Regions from separate parts of the Mus musculus genome. Here region 2 is linked to region 1. Evidence: chromatin contacts called from public HiChIP or PLAC-seq data. All regions are on one chromosome and are shown on one strand. Each heading gives the region's core, a stretch centred on a gene start, on an enhancer-like site or on the middle of the called end of the contact. The rest is flanking DNA. Distances are from core to core; before and after follow the strand shown. Region 1 overlaps Atm (ataxia telangiectasia mutated). Region 2 holds the start of Poglut3 (protein O-glucosyltransferase 3).

Region 1 (3,240 bases), core at 503-3,002:
AAAATACCAGTTTGATTTTGTTTTCTGGCAGCAATGGGCAAAGAAAAAGCAGATCTTTAAAATGATTTATTTGTAACATTCATGAGTGGTTCTCTGCACCATATGTACATCTGGCCCCTACAGAAGCCAGGAGAGGGTTTTGGATGTCCCTGGACCTGGGGTTGCCATGTAGGTTCTGAGAACCAAACCATGGTCCTCCCAAAGAGCAGCAAGTGCTCTTAACCACTGAACCATCTCTCTAGGCCCAGAAAAACAGATTTTTGAAAAGTACCCAAGTCATTAACCTTGAATTTTTTTATGTGTGTATTTCATTCCCTGAGTGGGTGTTTTGTTTGCATCTGAGGAATTATAGTCCTTTCGTTGTCTAGATCTGTGCATGGATTCTCTTTGTATAGCTCCAAGAAACTTAAATGTTTAGTGGGTCTTGTTCTTTGTTGTTGATGGTAGGATCGAACAGAGGCTGCAACCAGAATCATCCACTCCATCAGAAGTAAGCGATGTAAGATGGTGAAGGACATGGAGGCGCTCTGCGATGCCTACATCATCTTGGCAAACATGGACGCCTCTCAGTGGAGGGCTCAGAGAAGTATGTGTGAAAGTACCACTGCCGCTGTCCAGCTTGACCTGCAGTGATAGTCCTCCGTTTACAGCTGTCACTAAAATCTATTTATTTTTAACGTAGAAGGCATCAATATTCCAGCCAACCAGCCAATCACTAAACTGAAGAATTTAGAAGATGTTGTTGTTCCCACTATGGAAATTAAGGTAATTTACTATTAACTCTTGATTTTTTTTTAAAGATTTATTTATTTATCATATCTAAGTACACTGTAGCTGTCTTCAGACACTCCAGAAGACGGTTAACTCTTGATTTTTAATAAGACTAAATTACGGGCTGGTGAGATGGCTCAGTGGGTAAGAGCACCCGACTGCTCTTCCGAAGGTCCGGAGTTCAAATCCCAGCAACCACATGGTGGCTCACAACCATCTGTAACAAGATCTGACTCCCTCTTCTGGCCTGTCTGCAGACAACTACAGTGTACTTACATATAATAAATAAATAAATCTTTAAAAAAAAATAAGACTAAATTACACATTAGTAGATTAAATTATTTGTAGATTTTTTTTCAGTCCAAATGGCTAATTATTGTAGTTTCATATCTTTCTACCTATAGGTTGTCCATTAGATTTTTTTCTTTCTTTTTTTCTCCCTTCCCCCACCTCTCTCTCTCTCCCTTCCTCCCTTCCTCCCTCCCTCCCTCCCTCCCTCCCTTCTTTTCTTTCCTGTTATCTCTTATTGTTATTTTAACTCTAGGGACTGAACCTATTATGCACTGGGGAAGCCTTTTTTATACGTTTAAGGCAGGGTCTCACTTTGTTGACTATGAACCTGCTCTGTAATTGAAGCAAGACTAGAACTTGACCATCCTCCTCTCTGTCTTTTGAGTACCTGGGACTACAGACCTGTGTCCCGTTCACTGTTTTTCTCTGTATTATTCTTTCTCAGTGTGTGGGTGTGTTTCATGCCCATGGTGATGGAACACTCTACCTCTGGTTTGCGGGTGGGCAACACCACTCCATCATTTTTGTTGTCGCCGTTTTGGTTTTTAGTCATTCAGTATGCACTGGGATGTATTGGCTGTGATGTAACTATATTATTTAGTAAAACAGTAGGTGTTATGGTACCTCTAAGTTGCTGTGTATACGTACTAAACACCTATTCATAGTGATCTTTTATTCCTAGAAGTACCATGTGGGCAGGATGTGTGTAACACTAAAGGTTACCATTTTAGAAGCTGATGCGTTAGGTCCATGGTACAGCTCTCTTTCTCCTTCCAATGTGTACACTAAGATTAGTGTTCTTGTTACTGAGTTTGACCCATTATTGCATCATGCAGGTTAACAGATACAGGCTATGTGGTTTAGCTGAATATTTCCTCTTTTAAAATTTTACATGATACTCTTGTGAATTAAATAATTCCTTAGATTTTTTTCAACATATGTAAATAACAACTAAGTTCTAGTTTTCAGTAGTTTTTCAGCAGTACTATTTAATTGACTTAAAATGCTGAAGATTTATGAAAAGATGTTTAAGAAAGTAAACTGTGTTATATGTAATTTTAAAAATCTGGGCAGCAAGTAAAGACACTTGCTGCCAATCATTTAAACCAGAGCTCTGCCTGGGTACCAGCATGGTGACACATATGTGTGGTCACCCAAATACACACACATACACACCAAGTAAATAAGCAAACGTAATAAAAATCTATCAGTGTCATTAATTCTAACTTGAATTAAACAAATTAGAAATTAGAAACCCAGCTGTTAATTAGCAGAGTTATCATTTGTGGTTGTTTACTGTTTATCATTAGTTATTCTCCTGTTTTGTTTGTCTGACCTATAATAATTATTTATCATCATTTATTAGGTTGATCCCACAGGAGAGTATGAAAATCTGGTGACTATAAAATCATTTAAAACAGAATTTCGCTTAGCTGGAGGCTTAAATTTACCCAAAATAATAGATTGTGTGGGTTCTGATGGCAAGGAAAGGAGACAGCTTGTGAAGGTAAGACTTCCTGTTTCTGGTATAGTCTTCAGAGGATTAATGCCATCAACATCAACAGCAGGATATTTAATTCTTACCTCATTTGGTTGTCTGGATCTAGCTTTATCCTGAATAATGACAGGTAGAAAACATTTTTGAAGTAGAAATACAGTGTGATAGAATCAAACTGCTTTTTAGAATTGTGTGTCTTCTCTGAAAGACTGTAATTTTTGTTTTTGTGTCCTGCTATTATGGATTAGAACCAGGGCCTCGCTCATGCTCATCTGCTTCTGAGTTACATCCCAGCTCTCCTTTAGGTTTTATTTGACACAGGGTCTTGCTAAGCTCCCTGGGCGGGGCTTGAATTTAAGACCCTCTTACCTGAGCCTCTGGAGAAGCTGAGACTGTAAGTCGGCAGTACTGGGCTTAGCAGGCTCTTGCACAGTTGATTCAAGAGAAAGAATTGCACACGCTATGAGCTTACTTGTAAAAAAGGCTTATGGTGGGGATTAGAACAATTTAAGGCCTGTACTCAATATCCCGGGCCTGACACAGTGCCACTTGCTCCTGAGAAGTAGCAGCACTCCCTGCTTTGCATTGCTGCTTAGGTGCTTTTGGAGTCTTGCTGAAAATAGAAGAGAAATGAAAGATTACTTTATTTGGGTGTTTTGTATTGTGCCTTCAGTTGAAGG
Region 2 (3,105 bases), core at 438-2,937, 68 kb after region 1:
GGGAAAGCACTGATCTTACATTACCAAATGGAGCATCCCATAAGACCAAAGAGTTACACCCTAGGACTACATAATCATCCAAACAGGTCTGACTTCCTGCCACGGACACACCAGGATCCACTCACGCACTGCAATTTCTAAAAGATATGTTTTTCTCATTATAAAAACATTATGATGTATTGGGGCTAGAGAGCTGGCTCGGTGGTGGTTAGGAGTGCTTTCTATTCTTCCAGCGGACTCATGTTCTCAGCAACTATATTAGGTGGCTCACAAGTGTCTAGAACTATGGTTACAGCAGATCCAGTGCTCTCTTCTGGTCTCTATAGGCACCAGCTCACAAGTGGCATATACAAACACACACATATCCGAATAATCTTTGCAGAACATTTTATTTGGGGAAAAAGATTTTTAAAATGGGGGGGGGGGATCCTTACTCTCCTGCTGTAACCACATGAGTGCTTATCTGGGTTCATTTATTTATTACAGAACTGCAGATACACCATAACACGGTTTGAATCTGAACCATGTTCCACAGACTCCTGTTCTCAACACTTGATCCTCGCGCTCTCTGCTTTTGCGCGGCTGCAAGCCAGTCTAGAAACCCCTCTCAGCCTCCAAACCCGCACTCCTGAAGCTTCCCAGACTCCCTTGGACCTATTGGCAGTTCTTTAATGTTTACACCAGGCTGCAGAAATCCAATTGCAGCAACTGTGCTTTGCCCTGATAGGCAGGTTGCTTATTATCTATTTTCTCAGCAGAGTCTTAAGTTTTCGATAGGCAGACATTGCCATCCTCTTTTTTACTCCAGGATTACCATATACACGTGACTTCTAAGTACGTGAAATTCCCGTTTGCTCGGTGGAGGACGCCAAGGAGTTCTCTGCCTCTTTGCAGGCAAAACAGGACGCCAGATGGGAGCAGCCTTACATTTAGACACAAATTAGCAAATCCTGACTGGCAACAAGTTGAAACCAGCTGGACAAGTCCAGAGAAGCAATCAGATGTGGGAGGAGGGCCCTGCTGAGATTCAAGACAAGCGCCTCCCTTCTCCGGTTCTAGGAAGTTTCCCTGCTTCGCGTGGTCTGCACTGCGGGCCTAAGAAGAGTGGGCTGCTGAGGGAGGGAGGAAGGCGCGCCCTGCAGGCCAGGAAGGGCCATCTGCATCACGTGATGGCACCACTGCGCTCCGTGGGACCCCACAGGCGCCGTTTACTCTACTTACCCTTACATCTGTCACCGGGCGGGACCTGTGGCCCAGCCTTTGGAGTTAGTCACCCAACGGTCCTGAGTGGCACCTCCCGCCCCCGTGGGTGTCAGGGAGGAGGGAAGGGACGCCGATGGGAGGGGAGAGAAGACGACACCCGCAGTGGGGAGATGGCCACGTGTGGGGACAGGGACGCGCGGGGACGGCAACGGGCGCTGACCTGGCGGCGAGCTAGTGAAGTTCCGGCCGTCCGAGTCCACCGACTGCAGGAAGAAGTAGCGCACGGGCAGGACGGCGGCGGCCTGCAACCCAGGGCCCCACGCCAGGCTCCGCGGTGCGCTCACGCGCGCCCCGGCCCCCGCCGCCACCAGCAGGGCGAGCTGCAGCCCCAGCGGCAGGGCCTGCATGGTCGCCGGCTCTCAGCTCCGCTGGCCAGGGAGGAGCTGGAGCGCCGGGCCGAGGGGACACCCGAGGGCGGGCCTCTGGCTAGAGCCGCCCCGGGCGGGCCGGGCGCGCGCCCGGACCCCGACTGGCTCGTGTACCGCGCCCAGGCCTTACGCTCCTAGTCATCCCTACACTAGTTGCCTGAGTTTGCCAGTCTGGAGAAAGGCAGGGTGTGCTTGTTTTAAAATTGTTACCTCTTTTCTTTTTCTTCTTCTTGTTCTTCCTTTTCTTGTTCTTCCTTCTTTTCTTCTTCTTCTTCTTCTTCTTCTTCTTCTTCTTCTTCTTCTTCTTCTTCTTCTTCTCCTTCTCCTTCTCCTTCTCCTTCTCCTTCTCCTTCTCCTTCTCCTTCTCCTTCTCCTTCTCCTTCTCCTTCTCCTTCTCCTTCTCCTTCTCCTTCTCCTTCTCCTTCTCCTTCTCCTTCTCCTTCTCCTCCTCCTCCTCCTCCTCCTCCTCCTCCTCCTCCTCCTCCCCCTTTTCTTCTTCTATATTTTATTGTTTCTCCTTTTGAGAAGGAAGTCTCCCTCTGTATCTCAGGCTGGTTTTGAACTGATGACAATCCTTCCACCCCAGCCTCCTCCAGTAGAGGGAAATTAAAGGTGTGTAAGCCAAGCCACCTTGCCTTGTGGAGAAAACTGGTTGAGTTGGGGTTTTCCCTATGTATCTCCTACTGCCTTGGAACTCTCTATATATGTATATAGACTGGCTGATCTTTAACTCACTGTCATCCACCTGCCTCTGTGTCCCAGGTATTGGGATCAAAGGTGTGCACTACACCCAGACAGAAAAGGGTTGGAAACATGGCTTATTATAAATGCACATCAGGGTTTGGTTTCCAGTGCCACAGTGGAACAAGAGGAATAGCTTCCCTGTGAGGAATTCCCCTAGTCTTTGTTCACACACCGGCCCACCTGTTCCGTATATTTGTGATTGGCAGCCTACTACCCTGAAGTCCCTTATCTTTCGGTGTTTCCTGTGTAGGGCACTTGGGCAGCAGAAGGCAGGGTCTGGGCAAGCGTCTCAGTAGAGTTGGGCACCTATCCTTCCCTGCCCACTATGCCCTGGGCACCCCACTCCTGAGCATCAAGAGCCGGGAAGAACAGCCCCACAGCCCCCGTTTGTTCACTCTTGCTAATTATTTTTTCTTTTTATCTGAGTTTTAGGAACTAATTATTCTTCCCAGGATGAGAAATCTGGAAGAATTCATCCTGCAGAATGGGCAGAGATCTTCCTGGTAGATCTCAACCCAGAGCTTATCAGAACCAGGCCCCAGGCTTTAATTGGGCTCCTGAGCATTTTGAGCTCCGGCCCAGGTCACCAACCCAATTACCAATCATAGGCGAGTATAGAGGCCAGCAGGAAGAAATCGGCAGATGCCCATATGCACTCTACAGCGCTGGGGTCTCAGGTTAGCCCCTGGACGTTATAGACAGCGCTCTTTAGACGCATCATTAGGAACTG

The links. HiChIP or PLAC-seq counts read pairs in DNA pulled down with a chosen protein or histone mark.
Region 2: a contact with region 1 is called in a BATF HiChIP or PLAC-seq map of CD8 T cells, with 12 read pairs. The contact joins the promoter of Poglut3 here to the enhancer-like site in region 1. A contact is called at or near these places in 3 of 39 promoter capture datasets (the 3T3-L1 cell line, frontonasal cranial neural crest and hippocampal neurons), 1 of 15 datasets of contacts at CTCF or cohesin (CD8 T cells), 2 of 484 Hi-C or Micro-C datasets (Th1 cells and uterus), 2 of 115 datasets of contacts at active chromatin or transcription factors (CD8 T cells and embryonic stem cells) and 3 of 9 other capture datasets (adipose tissue, liver and pancreatic islet).

The regions. Positions count from the first base shown.
Region 1 is chr9:53,450,878-53,454,117 of GRCm38.p6, reverse strand. It overlaps Atm (ataxia telangiectasia mutated), which reads left to right. Exons shown (of 63, transcript NM_007499.3): 53 at 448-586; 54 at 683-765; 55 at 2,429-2,569. Among named protein-coding and RNA genes, the nearest start is that of 4930550C14Rik, 47 kb to the right of the region's middle. Within about 2 kb of position 1,752, at least 10 of the 459 cell types and tissues checked have an H3K27ac peak or open chromatin away from gene starts, as enhancers often do. A contact at or near this core is called in CD8 T cells, where this site is marked.
Region 2 is chr9:53,382,605-53,385,709 of GRCm38.p6, reverse strand. Poglut3 (protein O-glucosyltransferase 3) reads right to left here and starts at 1,687. Exons shown (of 8, transcript NM_212445.2): 1 at 1,424-1,687. The coding sequence starts at 1,610.